Linked DNA regions of Zea mays: all the other regions are linked to region 2. Evidence: chromatin contacts called from public Hi-C data. All regions are on one chromosome and are shown on one strand. The core of a region is the stretch at or near the end of the contact, and the rest is flanking DNA. Distances in the headings are between cores, read along the strand shown.

Evidence for each region. Hi-C and Micro-C count contacts between places; a contact is called where the count stands out from the background.
Region 1: a contact with region 2 is called in a Hi-C map of ear, with 1.9 times the contacts expected there. The contact joins the promoter of LOC103653034 here to the promoter of LOC100272774 in region 2. A contact is called at or near these places in 3 of 25 Hi-C or Micro-C datasets (ear, endosperm and tassel).
Region 3: a contact with region 2 is called in a Hi-C map of ear, with 2.4 times the contacts expected there. The contact joins the promoter of LOC100282699 here to the promoter of LOC100272774 in region 2. A contact is called at or near these places in 4 of 25 Hi-C or Micro-C datasets (bundle sheath, ear, endosperm and 1 more).

The regions. Positions count from the first base shown.
Region 1 is chr4:31,295,594-31,299,402 of Zm-B73-REFERENCE-NAM-5.0, forward strand. LOC103653034 (histone-lysine N-methyltransferase ATXR3) reads right to left here and starts at 2,421. Exons shown (of 21, transcript XR_565197.4): 1 at 2,096-2,421; 2 at 1-1,975.
Region 2 is chr4:32,118,663-32,122,712 of Zm-B73-REFERENCE-NAM-5.0, forward strand. LOC100272774 reads left to right here and starts at 2,433. Exons shown (of 6, transcript NM_001147227.1): 1 at 2,433-2,531; 2 at 2,652-2,784; 3 at 2,924-3,027; 4 at 3,797-4,050. The coding sequence starts at 4,049. TRNAW-CCA (transfer RNA tryptophan (anticodon CCA)) reads right to left here and starts at 916; the gene lies at 845-916.
Region 3 is chr4:32,768,931-32,772,954 of Zm-B73-REFERENCE-NAM-5.0, forward strand. LOC100282699 reads left to right here and starts at 1,344. Exons shown (of 10, transcript NM_001155606.2): 1 at 1,344-1,520; 2 at 1,980-3,000; 3 at 3,651-3,735. The coding sequence starts at 2,035.

The DNA.
Region 1 (3,809 bases), core at 1,171-3,670, 820 kb before region 2:
TGCACCAAAATTGATCCATCCATCAGTGCTTCAACCCTATCATTAATATAGAATTCTTCACTATCTTCTGCAGAAGCTTCCACCATTTGTTTATCCTCAGAACCTGATGCCAAGTTAGAAGCCTCCTCTAGAGCTTCATCGAGCAAATTTCCTGGTGCTTCTGGTGGGTTAACCATCTGTGTTGAAGTGTCCGAATAAAAAGAGGGGAAATCAGATGGCACCAGTGGTGAAGCTGCATTCTCTACAGTCACCCATCGGTTGCTATCAGCATGTTTTATCAAATGGTCAGAAAGAAGATATCCATCTTCCACCAGCTTCTTCAATACAGCAAGCTTGGAAGGTCCTTGCTCGATACCGAAGTGATCAAGGTAAAACCACCTCCCTATATCATAAATTGGATCCGTGGGTTCAGGTGCTGCACTAGTGTGAGGTGGGGTGTCACAGATATCCATGTCTTCTATCATATCTTCGGCTAGAACTCCAGTTGGCTCAGGTTCTGGTGGTGGAGGCAGGGGAGGCGGTACAGCAGGTGGCAGAGGTGGAGGTGGAGGTGGTGGAGGCGGCGGTGGTGGCAGCGGTAGTGGAGGTGGCGGTGGCAGTTCAGTGTACTTACTGCTTTCAGTGGGCTTTTCATTGGAGATTTTCTCATTCTTCTCATTGCTACCACTCTTGGTCTTTGAAGATTGCTTCGCTGATTTGCTTTTGTGCTGTGACTTTTCTGAGTTGTTGCCACTTCTGCTCTTCTTGCTTGCTTCATGAGTATCAGTAGGCCGAAAACGTTCAGAAGGCGATCTGTCGTGAAGAAATGGGCTACGGTCTCTGACATCCTCACGCTGGACTCTCCCACGAGGGAAATTATCAACACGACTTGGCGTGTTATCCCTGAAATGGGGCTGACGAGCTCTATGTCGAGGTGAAACATATGGGCTGTGGTCTCTGCTTTCGTAGTGGCGAGCACGCTCTCGATGTGGGGAACGCTCTAAGCGGCTCGGGCTCCTGTCATACCTGTCATGACGAGAGCGCTCATGAGGAAAACGACCCAAGATGCCTGGGCTCCTCTCGTGCCGATCACGCCGATCCCGTGTTGGTGATGATATCTCACGGTTTCTCCCAGACAAATGCCTGGCAGCAGATCTCTTCCCTTCTCCCTTCGGACCCTTCCTATGACTTTTTGATCCTGACTGGTCAGAGGTGTCAGTGTGGTGCTTGTGGTTAATGCTGTGGGGCTCTGTTGGCTGGTTCTTCCTTAGACTGCCACTGGTGCTGCTCTCTGGCTTAATTTCACCAGGCTCTTCATCAGAATCCCGCAAGGAGCTTTTCTGGGCAGATGAACTTGGCCTCCTGCTGTTATCATCAGCCCGTTGGGACTTGGCATCTCGCCTTTTTTCTGGCGGTGCAATCTCCCCTGGCTCCATGTCATCCTTGATAGACTTCCTGGTGCTCTTCCCAGAAGATTTTACCTTCCTCTGCCTCTCCGGCAGCAGCTCTACCTTGTCAACCTCCCCATTTCTCCTTGCTTTCTTCAATGGCACTGCTTGCTTCGTACTCACAATCTCCCCAGGCTCCACCTCCACAGCAGCTGCGGAGGCTGCCAGCACCTTCCTCCACTTCTTAGGTGGCATGCTCCTCTCAGGCAACCCATTGGTCTCCGCCTCCCCACTGAGCAGCTCCCCCTCCTCCAGGTCAGTAGCTGACGCTGACTGCTGGTTCTTCCAGTGCTGCTGCTGGTGGTGGTGTCCATGAGCCTTCTCCCCCTTATCCGGCATCGCTTCTCCCGCTCCTCCTCTCCTCACGAGGGCGCCGGCATGGAAGCCCTCGACTGCGCGGACGGCGCACGCGACACCCCCATCTCCCATGGAAAACCTAGTTGGCTGTCGGGGGCCGTCGTCCGCCAAGCTGTGCCCCACGGTGCGCTTCAGAAGCCTAGCTCCCCGGGGCTCTCCACAGTCATCTCCGTCGCCGGCACCGAAAAACCCTAATCACAGAGCAGCAGTGTTTCAGCCAAGGGAGGAATCAAGCAGCAGCAATGTGAGGGGCGCGAATTGGCGCGGAGGAACCGGCCGGATCGAAGCGGCCGCGGATCGGAGCCCGTAACTGTAGGGAATTGAGAAGCGGCGTCTCAGATCGGGAGATCTACGGCGGCGAGGGCTCCGTCACCGGCGGCGAGCTCCCTCTCCCGCCCCCGGCGAGCGGCCTCGGAAGCTTCCGGGATTTAGGGCTCCACGCCTCGCGCGCTCTCGCGTCGTGGCGCGGGCGCGAGCGCGAGCGCGGGGTGCTATCTCCTGGGTTTGTGTGTGTTTGCTTTTTGGGATTCGTAAAGCCTCCTCCGCGACTGGGGCCTCGCTCTTATGTGGAGTGGAGGGGCCGAAGCCCGAACGAAGGGCAAGGAATGAAGACGGGACGCAGTGTTGGCTTATTTGCTTGTCACAGGCAAATGCCTGCCAGGCAAAGGATCAGCCCCAGACGGTGAAAATCAAACAGGCAAAGGATCAGCTCCCAACGAGGCAACGACTGGGAGCGTTGTCTGGATCAGGCAGCCTTCCGCCCGCGCAAACCAAACATACCTACAATATAATATAGTATAGTTATTAATAGCGTAGAATAGGAGATATGGAAATATAGACGATATTATTTGTAAAGTGAAATTTAAATAAAAGATGAGATAATGTGCTAGATACACTCTTATAGAGTGTATAGTTATGAAGTAGAGTTTAAAATAAAAAAATTGAAATAGAAGGTAGGATAGAATAGGTGCTGGAGACGGTGCCAACGGTTTTCTATTGCACCATTGGTTCACTGATTGGTTGGCCGGACGCCCGCGGCCTGATCCTTCGTATGCGTTGACCGTCCTTGTGCATATGTTTGGTTAACTGCACGGTAGCATCCGGACCTGTACGCACACATGCAAAATAGTCTTTTTTTCTCTTTGTTGGCCTGTACGCGTGGAGAAGTAAAATTCATCCGTTTCCACGGATGCAAGCCCGCGCGACTCAGGCGCTGAGGATGCATGTAACCAAACTGTACCGATGTATTTGCATGTTGGTCCCCTGTGATCTGGTGTGCTTAAGGTGGATAGTAGTAATAATTAGGAGCAGTTTTCTTAGCATGTCACTATAATTACGTTCATTATCTTATTTGTCATCATAAAATATCATAATCGCGTCTATGTTACTCAAATATAATTTCTTACCTTTTTATGTCATCGTCGGTAGCATAGAAGGTATTTAGGACTACAATTTTATTACTCTTCTATGTCACTGGTGATGGCTTAAAAGGATAAAAAAAATTTGCATCCGGTCGATACAGAAGAGATTAAAGCATTTACAATGACGAATAAGGTATTGAAAAAATATATAGTGGCATATAGAGATTTTCTCTAATAATTATCAAATCAGACACAAGTATATAGATAATAGACTAACTAATTATTAGCTAGACCTAAATAAACAACTATCAGATAAAAATAATACCTAACTAACTAGTGCCAGCTAATGGGCCTAAAGAGGACCTAAATCAATTTTACAACATGTTTTCTTGTTATGAGATGGAGAACCCTTTCTCGCGACTCCAGCTATGGATGTTGTTTGGAGCAAAGAGGGCCCACAGTGCATTTTACACTCAACATGAGTTCTAGTATTTCTAAAATGATCACGGTACTTTTGGAAAAATACCTAAGTTAATATGGTGATTTGTGGTTTATTAGTTTACTAGTTAGATGCTCGTGCGTTGCAACGACATACAGAATATTCGATAAAATGTTAGTGCTCTTATATTTGTTTGTCTTTATGTTCAATGATACATTCGGAGGA
Region 2 (4,050 bases), core at 1,183-3,682:
AGAAAAGAAATGATTCATGTTAAATGGATGGGATGGGGATGGGGGCACATGTGTAAGAAAATGGGTTTTCTTTCTGCACTGAATGTGGTCAGTTACCATCTGCTTGCAGATAGAGACTTGCCATTACATCAGGGACCACTGCACCTCTCTTCAGCTTATTCTATCTAACATTAACTCTATAGTTTACACTCGTTCATTCATTTATTCTGTTCTGCATTTCAGATTTCAGGTTAGAAGCATAACATAAGTCGTGATAGAGTCCACACCATTGCTTGTTTGCTTGCTAGACACAGACACAAGTACAAAACTTTCACTGCTGTTGGTGAAGTTATAGTCACATTTATAGTTTGTTCTTTTGTTAACAATGGGAAGGTTTTTTATTGTTGATGACCAGGTAGAATTCAAGAATTCATTAAACTGATCCATTCATAGACCAGTGCTCACTCACGAAAATGGCGAGCGGTGTTTTCGCCATGGCTACGTGATTTGGGAATGGCGGTTGCGTCTCCCGAATGAAGAAGGTAGCTATAGTTGTGTCCGAAAGCCCCGTTTTCGAGATTGTGTGCGGTAAGGCACGCCTCATTCTTAGACTTTTTTGTGATATTTACATTGTTGTATGCTTTGATGCTTTGATTTTATATCATTTTAGTTCTATATTGGTTGTTGGCAAAAAAAAGATATTGAAGTTAGTGATAATATGTGTTGTTTATTTATATAATCTTTGTGTTTTAACATTTTTATCAAATAATTCATATGCCGTTGCATCGTACGGGCATCTGAGCATTAAATAGTAGAAAGAAGCGCAAAATAATAATAATAAAAAACTGGACTTAATTCAGGGATTTGAACCCGACGTGAATCGAACACGCAACCTTCTGATCTGGAGTCAGACGCGCTACCATTGCGCCACGGATCCGGTTGATTCCTAAATGCCGAATCAAATGTTATGTATGTTATTGTAGTAGACCACAATGTAATCTATAATTCAATTGGAGTTCGAGCATTACGGGTTTAATTTAATCCCTACGCTCCAAAGTGCAATCTGTTTTAGTTTGTTATTATAAGTAAACTTCTCTAGTCTGTTACTTTTTTATTAAAAAAGGTACACAGTTAAGTATTAAGTACAACAAAAGATTAGCTACATCACATCTCATGGGCTGGGTTTTTTTTAGATAAAAACAAAAATGGCGTGCATTTCAGAATGAAGAGAGTAGTATTATAGTTGAGCTCAAAACACAGTTTGTGAGTTGCACGTAACCCTAAGGCTTCCTTGTTAGCATTCTGGTCCTCGTCTCTGATGCTAGGATCGAAGAACGCAGTTGGCGTCAAATCCATCATTTGGCGCAAAGGAGGCATCGTCGCGGATGGGTCTCGGTATCACCCAACCAATCATACACGCTACGAGAACTAGTATAGGTCAATCCTAGACGTCCGATCCAGAGATCCAATAAGTCCATGTTTGAATCCTCTAATCGATTGCGAGTGGCTAATAATTAACGGGCAAATAATTAGTCGTGATATGTTTGAAGTCTTATCTAATAGATGACTAAACATACTAAATAGTTAGTTTTTACCTTGCACGGCAAACAATTGGTCATGAGAAAAAACAAATAAACTGGCAAGAGTATGGATCGTATTCTTCTTTTTATTATGGTCTATTAGCATATATTAACAAGATTAAATGTCTATTTAGCTTGCTATCTAATTTGCCATACTTTGTCTAGTTTTTTTGACTAAGTTTAGTTCTTAAATTTGAATGACTAACCTTAGGCAAAGAGAGGTATGGTTAGCCATAAATCAATTAGATCTTAAATGACTAATAGATAAACAATTTGTTAGATCTCTAGCTAATAATTTATTTATTTATTAGCTAGTCTGTTTGGAGGGAGATGCTAAAACTAATCGGCAAATTGTTTGTGTCAAGGACGAAGCTACCTGGTTAGTTGTGGATACACATGCATCCTCCACAGTCCAAAATTCAGTTACAATAATCAAAATTTCACTATATAAGCATTCCACATATCTTATGCACCCATAAGAGAGTTGCACTCTCTGCTCTAGCTTCGCCGCTGATTTGTGTGATGCATCCAAACTATAGTTTCCTTTGGAGCGAAGCAAACCGACGTCTCCCGCAGGGCCAAGTTGTCTGCGATAGCAAACAGCGAAACCCGTCGTCAGCGCAAACCGCGACGTTAACCAACCCCTAAGTATCCCTGTCAGCCGTACACGTGTCCCAATCGAACGGCTGGGCTCCCTCGTCAGCGTAGCAGGTGCCGCCCGTCCCGTCGACCGACCTGACGGACGTCGCCGCAAGCGCCCGGCTGGGCTTCACCTCTCCACCCCATCGCTCACCACTCCCCCCTTCGTCTCCAACCAGATCGCCCCCCGCCGCATAAATCCCCCGCTGACACCCGATCGAGCAAACCCTCGCTTACCTCCCGTCACGTCGCGTCCGAACGGCGACGCTGCGCCGTGATGGACGCCTTCTTCGGCAAGGGCGGCGGCGGCGGCGGCTTCCGCGGCGCCAAGTGGTACGCGCGGGCGTTTCTTTTTTTTTCCGGGGATGTTCTCGGAAGGGGCGGGAAGCTTTGGTCCGCGTTGGTTAGTTCTGGTTTCTGATGTCGTGTGTCGGTGTGTGCGTGCGTGCGCAGCAAGACGCTGCTGAAGCTGTCGATCCCGCGGATAAAGCTGCTGCGGAACCGGCGGGAGCTGCAGCTGCGCCAGATGCGCCGGGACATCGCCAAGCTTCTCGAGGCCGGCCAGGAGGCCACCGCGCGGATCAGGGTACGTACGCTCCTCGCTGTCAGGGGATATGCATATGCTTAGATCAGGGTAGAGCTGGCCGGGTGGGCGAGGTGAGGACTGGGTCGGGGGCTTTTTTTTTGGCTTGGCTGATTGGAAGCTGCGGCTGCGGCGGATGCAGGTGGAGCACATCATCCGGGAGGAGAACATGATGGCCGCGCAGGAGATCCTCGAGCTCTTCTGCGAGCTCATCGCTGTGCGCCTGCCCATCATCGAGACCCAAAGGTTCGCCCCTCTGGCCCTCTATCTGACTTCAATTTTACAGCCTGTAATTGCGATCACTGTTTGCTTGTTCATGAGGCCACGGCCCACGGGTGTGCTTTGTTGCCCCTGGATATGGCAAACTGTGCTGGACCACCAGCTCCCTTGAGGCCTTGAGATTTCCAGTAACTGGTTTTTATAGCGAACATAACCTTGCTTGACTGCTATAGTGGACTATGGCTGTGTTTGTTCCATTCCAATGTGTTCTTAGCAGAGACTTGGACCCTAAAGATAACCATTACTTTAAGGGTGTTTCGTTCCAGCGACTAAAGTTCAGTATATGTCATATCGAATGTTAAATATGAGTATTAAATATAGTCTAATTATAAAAATAACTATATAGATGAAGACTAAATAATAAGACACAAATTTTAATCCTAATTAATCTATGATTAGCAAATGTTTACTGTAGCATCACATTAGCGAATCATTGACTAATTAGGTTTAATAGATTTGTCTTGTCGTTAAGTTTTTATCTATATAATTAGTTTTTTGATTAAATTATATTTAATACTTATAACTAGCATCTAAACATTCGATGTGATAGGTGCTAAAATTTAGCATAGGGAAACGAACGGGCCCAATATGTCCATTTGGCAACAGGGACAAGTTATCTTCGTTCTTATACCCTCTGCATTCTTACATTCCTTATTTGTTTGAAGACATAACCATTGTAATCCCAACTCCAAGGATGTTACTGATGATATTTTCTTTGCTGCTGCCTTTTTTATAGGGCGTATTATCTTGAAGTATAAAGCAGGGATCCTGAATCCTGCTCGTGAATACAAATGGGCTATAGTTGATAAAATTGATTAACTGTTTTGTGACTAAAAATTCTGCAAGAGATGCAGATAAGTCTGACTGAATTGTGTTTCCTTGTTTTGTTGGCTTCAGGGAGTGTCCTATTGATCTCAAAGAAGCAATATCAAGTATCTGTTTCGCTGCTCCAAGATGTGCAGATCTACCTGAACTGATACAAGTTCAAAT
Region 3 (4,024 bases), core at 94-2,593, 650 kb after region 2:
GAAAATTTGTGAAGGATTTTGATTTGTTGTGGATTAAAATCTATCTAATCCTCTACAATCTATATGGATTTGATGAAATCGAACAAGTCCAAAATGATCCGTATCTCAAGGGATATCAAGTGAGTAAGTGAAAAAACACGAAATATATCTTGATGAATGAACGTCTCTAGCATGGTTCTCTAGGTCTAGATACAGTTTCACTTATATAACCCACATAAAATGATTCGTATCTTGAGGGCTTCTTGCTAGCGCTAATCCGGGCGCTAATCGCTGCGATGAGAACCGACACCGGTGCTATCTACAGAGGAATGGACGGTCCGGGCCAGGGGCCGAAAGGTTCCTGCCTGACAAGCCGGACGGTCCACGCCTGGTGTCTGGAGGGTCCGCGCGTGCGCAGGGGCGACGAAGTTCGGCGATGGCGTCTGATCTCGCTCCCGAGATGGACCCCATCGGGGATGAGAGATCATATGGTGTCTTGGGATCGGTAGGCCACCCAAGACGCCTCTAATCGACGTACAGCTGGATAATGTGAAGATTTAAAGAGAAAACTAAGTTATTGTTTACTCCTACGACAAAATGTAAAGAACTAGATGTATATTGATTGATTGATCGATTTTTCGGGTCCCAATCGGTCCCAGCCTTCATTTATATAAAAGGGGAGGTTTGGCCCCGTTACACGTCGGTTTCCGAGTTAATCCCGCAGATTTAGCTAACAAATCCCGCAAATATAAACTCGGAACTTAACTAATTCTACGTGTGTGCCATCAGTGCGGATTGCCCGCCTGCCCAAAAGTGGGCTCAACACTTCTAATGAATCAAATATAAATTTTAGATACATTGAGTTGTATGAATATTTTTTAGATATATCTAATGCTTAGAGAATCATATATAATATAATATTTAGGCTGTACATGTGCTAATAAATGCTAGACCAATGCCTGAAAAGCCCAAATCCATGAGATTGGCTTATGTGAGAGAGACAATCCCTCGAAAACTGCTTTGGAAGCTCATGTGAGGACTGAGGTGTCAATTGACCGCCGACTCGTCCTGGACGTTCCTCGAGAAGTGGAGAGCAAGGATTTAAAAAACCGGCTGAAAGTTTACCGGTTTTCGAAAGTTTTTAAATTAAAAACCGTTCGATTTTGGTGAAAACCGTCGATTCACCGGTGGTAAACCGTTTTCGGTGACCGGTTTTTGGATTTCAAACGGTTTGGTATAGGAGAGGAATTGGATTTTTCAGCACTGACCTCGTTGGACACAGCCTGAATTCAGCCCAAACCCAAGTTCCACCACACGTTTCTTTACCCTAACCTTTTCGCTGCTCCAGCGAGGCATACAGCCGCCGCCGTTTCTTCATTCTTCCTTGCAGCGCCGACGCTCCATCTTCCGCTCCCTCCCTTGCTCGCGCTCGGCACGTAGGCGACGGTGGCAGCGCTCAGCCTCGGGCTCTCAGCGACGGCGTCAGCGGCTTCCCCTCTCGCCAGTCGCCTCGTCCTCCGCACACCGGCCGGTGGCCCTGCGTGCGTGCCCCCCCCCCCCCCCTCTCTCTCTCTACCCCCCTCCGATCGCCAACGGCGCCCGGCCCCGGCGGACAGCCGCGCGCGGTCTGAGGGCAGCGGCAGCCAGCAGCCGCCGCTGCACCAAGGCGGTCGCGCCGCGCCGCTTTGGGAGCGCTTAGGCATCTCCAGCACTGTAAATTGCATGTAAATTGCAGTATTTGCAGAGTGAAGTTTGAAATAGGGAGTGTGATATGGAATCTTACGCCCCAAAGCGAAGCGTTACCCGTCATCTTAGCGTTGAAGCGTGCGCTTAGTGCCACTTTTTAGAACCCTGATAATTATCGACCATGATAGTTATTGAGTAGTCAGCCCATAGTCTGATCCGTTCCGGAGGTCCACCACTGGTGCTAGATATAGGACTTAAGTGAAACCTCACTAAATACTAATGTCGGTCAATTTCCTTGTGTTTTTGGGCAGCAGCAAAGAGGCAACGGAGAGGGTTTCCAGAACAGAGTATACAGAGGGCAAGGCTGTTATGAGCAACAAGGAGGAGAAAGAATGCCAAATGACCAAAGAAGAGAAGAGGCGGAAGAAGAGGGAGAAACATAAGGACATGGGTCAGAGCGGCGATTATGAGGGTAAGGCTGTTATGAGCAACAAGGAGGAGAAAGACTGCCAAGTAACCGAAGAAGAGAAGAAACGGAAGAAGGGGAAGAAGCATAAGGACAAGGGTCAGGGCAGCAATTCTGATAGCTCATGTGCCAGGAACCATAGCATTGAGATGGAGCAAGCTGATGTGTCAGCCAAGATGGCTGAAGACTCCTGCTTGGAGCATGCAGAGGCTGTTACGAGCAAAAGCTCTGCGAAGAAACACAGGAAGAAAAAGAGGAAAGATAAAGAGGTTGAAACTATTGGCCAGAAGCAGATACTCGATGCTGATGAAAATGTTGGGTCAGAAGATACGAAGAGGAACAGCAGAGAAAGGGAACATGATAGGAAGTCAAAGAAGCACAAACGAAAGCATCAGGATGACGAGACTGCCTCAAATGGTTCTTCTGGTAATCAAATTGTTTTAGGGGAAGATAAGAGGACGGAAAAAGAGTATTTAGTTACCTTGGATTTGGAAGAGGACAATAAATCTGATATGTCAAAGATTGGGAAGAAGACAGATAGCAAGAAGAAGAGGAGAAAAGAGAGAAATGATGGTGTTGACCTAAGACAAAATACACTAGTTGGAGAGGGCAAGAATGGTAAGAATAACAAAGAGAAAAAAATGTGTGAGGATGAGAATGGTGGCGGTGAAAGAGAGAAAGAAAACATGGGAAAGCAGAAGGATAAGTGTAGACGAGTGAGCTTCACTGATCATGTGGAGGTGTTTAATATAGGTGGTAGTGATGATGTAGAGGGTGATGGGAGTGGTGAAACTGAACTTGTGCATGGACGACGGTTTAGCCCTGAGGAAGATGCAAAGCTAATGGAAGCGATATTGAAATATGCAGAGGTTTCTTCTCTTGCTTTATAGTTTATATATTGCTGGGTTTCACAAATTATATGCATTCTATTTAGTACCTTTGCTTGCTAATAAGTGTATGGTAATGTATTAGCATGCTAATTGATAGGAAGCTATGTAGACATGGAAGTTTGAGACAATGGTTACTATTATTTGTTACTAAGTGATGTGGATTATTATTCTTTAATTTACAAAGATGGATCTCAACAATTCTTTATCCAATTTTAATTTGCCTACTACCCGATTGTTGTCAGTTATATGCTGAAATGCTGAACATATTGATGGAATGAACTTGTCATTTTGTACTTATATTTTCATATACTGTTGTTTGTATAAGGTAGTTCAACTCAGTGTTCAGCATTCATGTAAATCACTCTTGTTATGCTTATTTTTTTTGCATTAACTTTAATGGGGGAGTTCAGAATGTTCTTCACATAAGCTTAACCGATATGTTTTGGTATTCTCATGTTCTATGTTTGATTAGTAACCAGTATTACATATATTAATTGTTCTGTAGTTTCGGGGCTATATCATGTTTCTACTTGTTCTGTTTATCAAATAAATAAATAGGTGGGTGGTGGCTATAGTTTATGTGCTCACCATGATTCATACTTCAATTTTGTAATGTTTCATCAATATAGTTGAAGCAATTAGGAGAGAAAGGGTTACAGATGATTGGGGAAAGTAATAAGCATCCAGAGACCAGGGGTTGTTGGGCTGAAATAGGTAAGCCATAAACATCTGGACTGGAGCTATCTATTTTACACTTCCCCTCTTATACTGGATTTTCCTTCTGTAATTAATATATCAGTTACACATGTAAACTTTTAAACACAAATTAAAATTAGTCCTTAGGCTCATATGCTGAAAACAATGGTTAGATTGCAAATTTTATTCTTGTCAAATATGCACTTTGCTGATAATTTAGGAATTTGGCTTGTGAATTATGTTAGATGAATCTTGTCAAAGTCTATGTTTTTTCTGATCTGGTTAGCAGATGGCTTATTGAGTATTT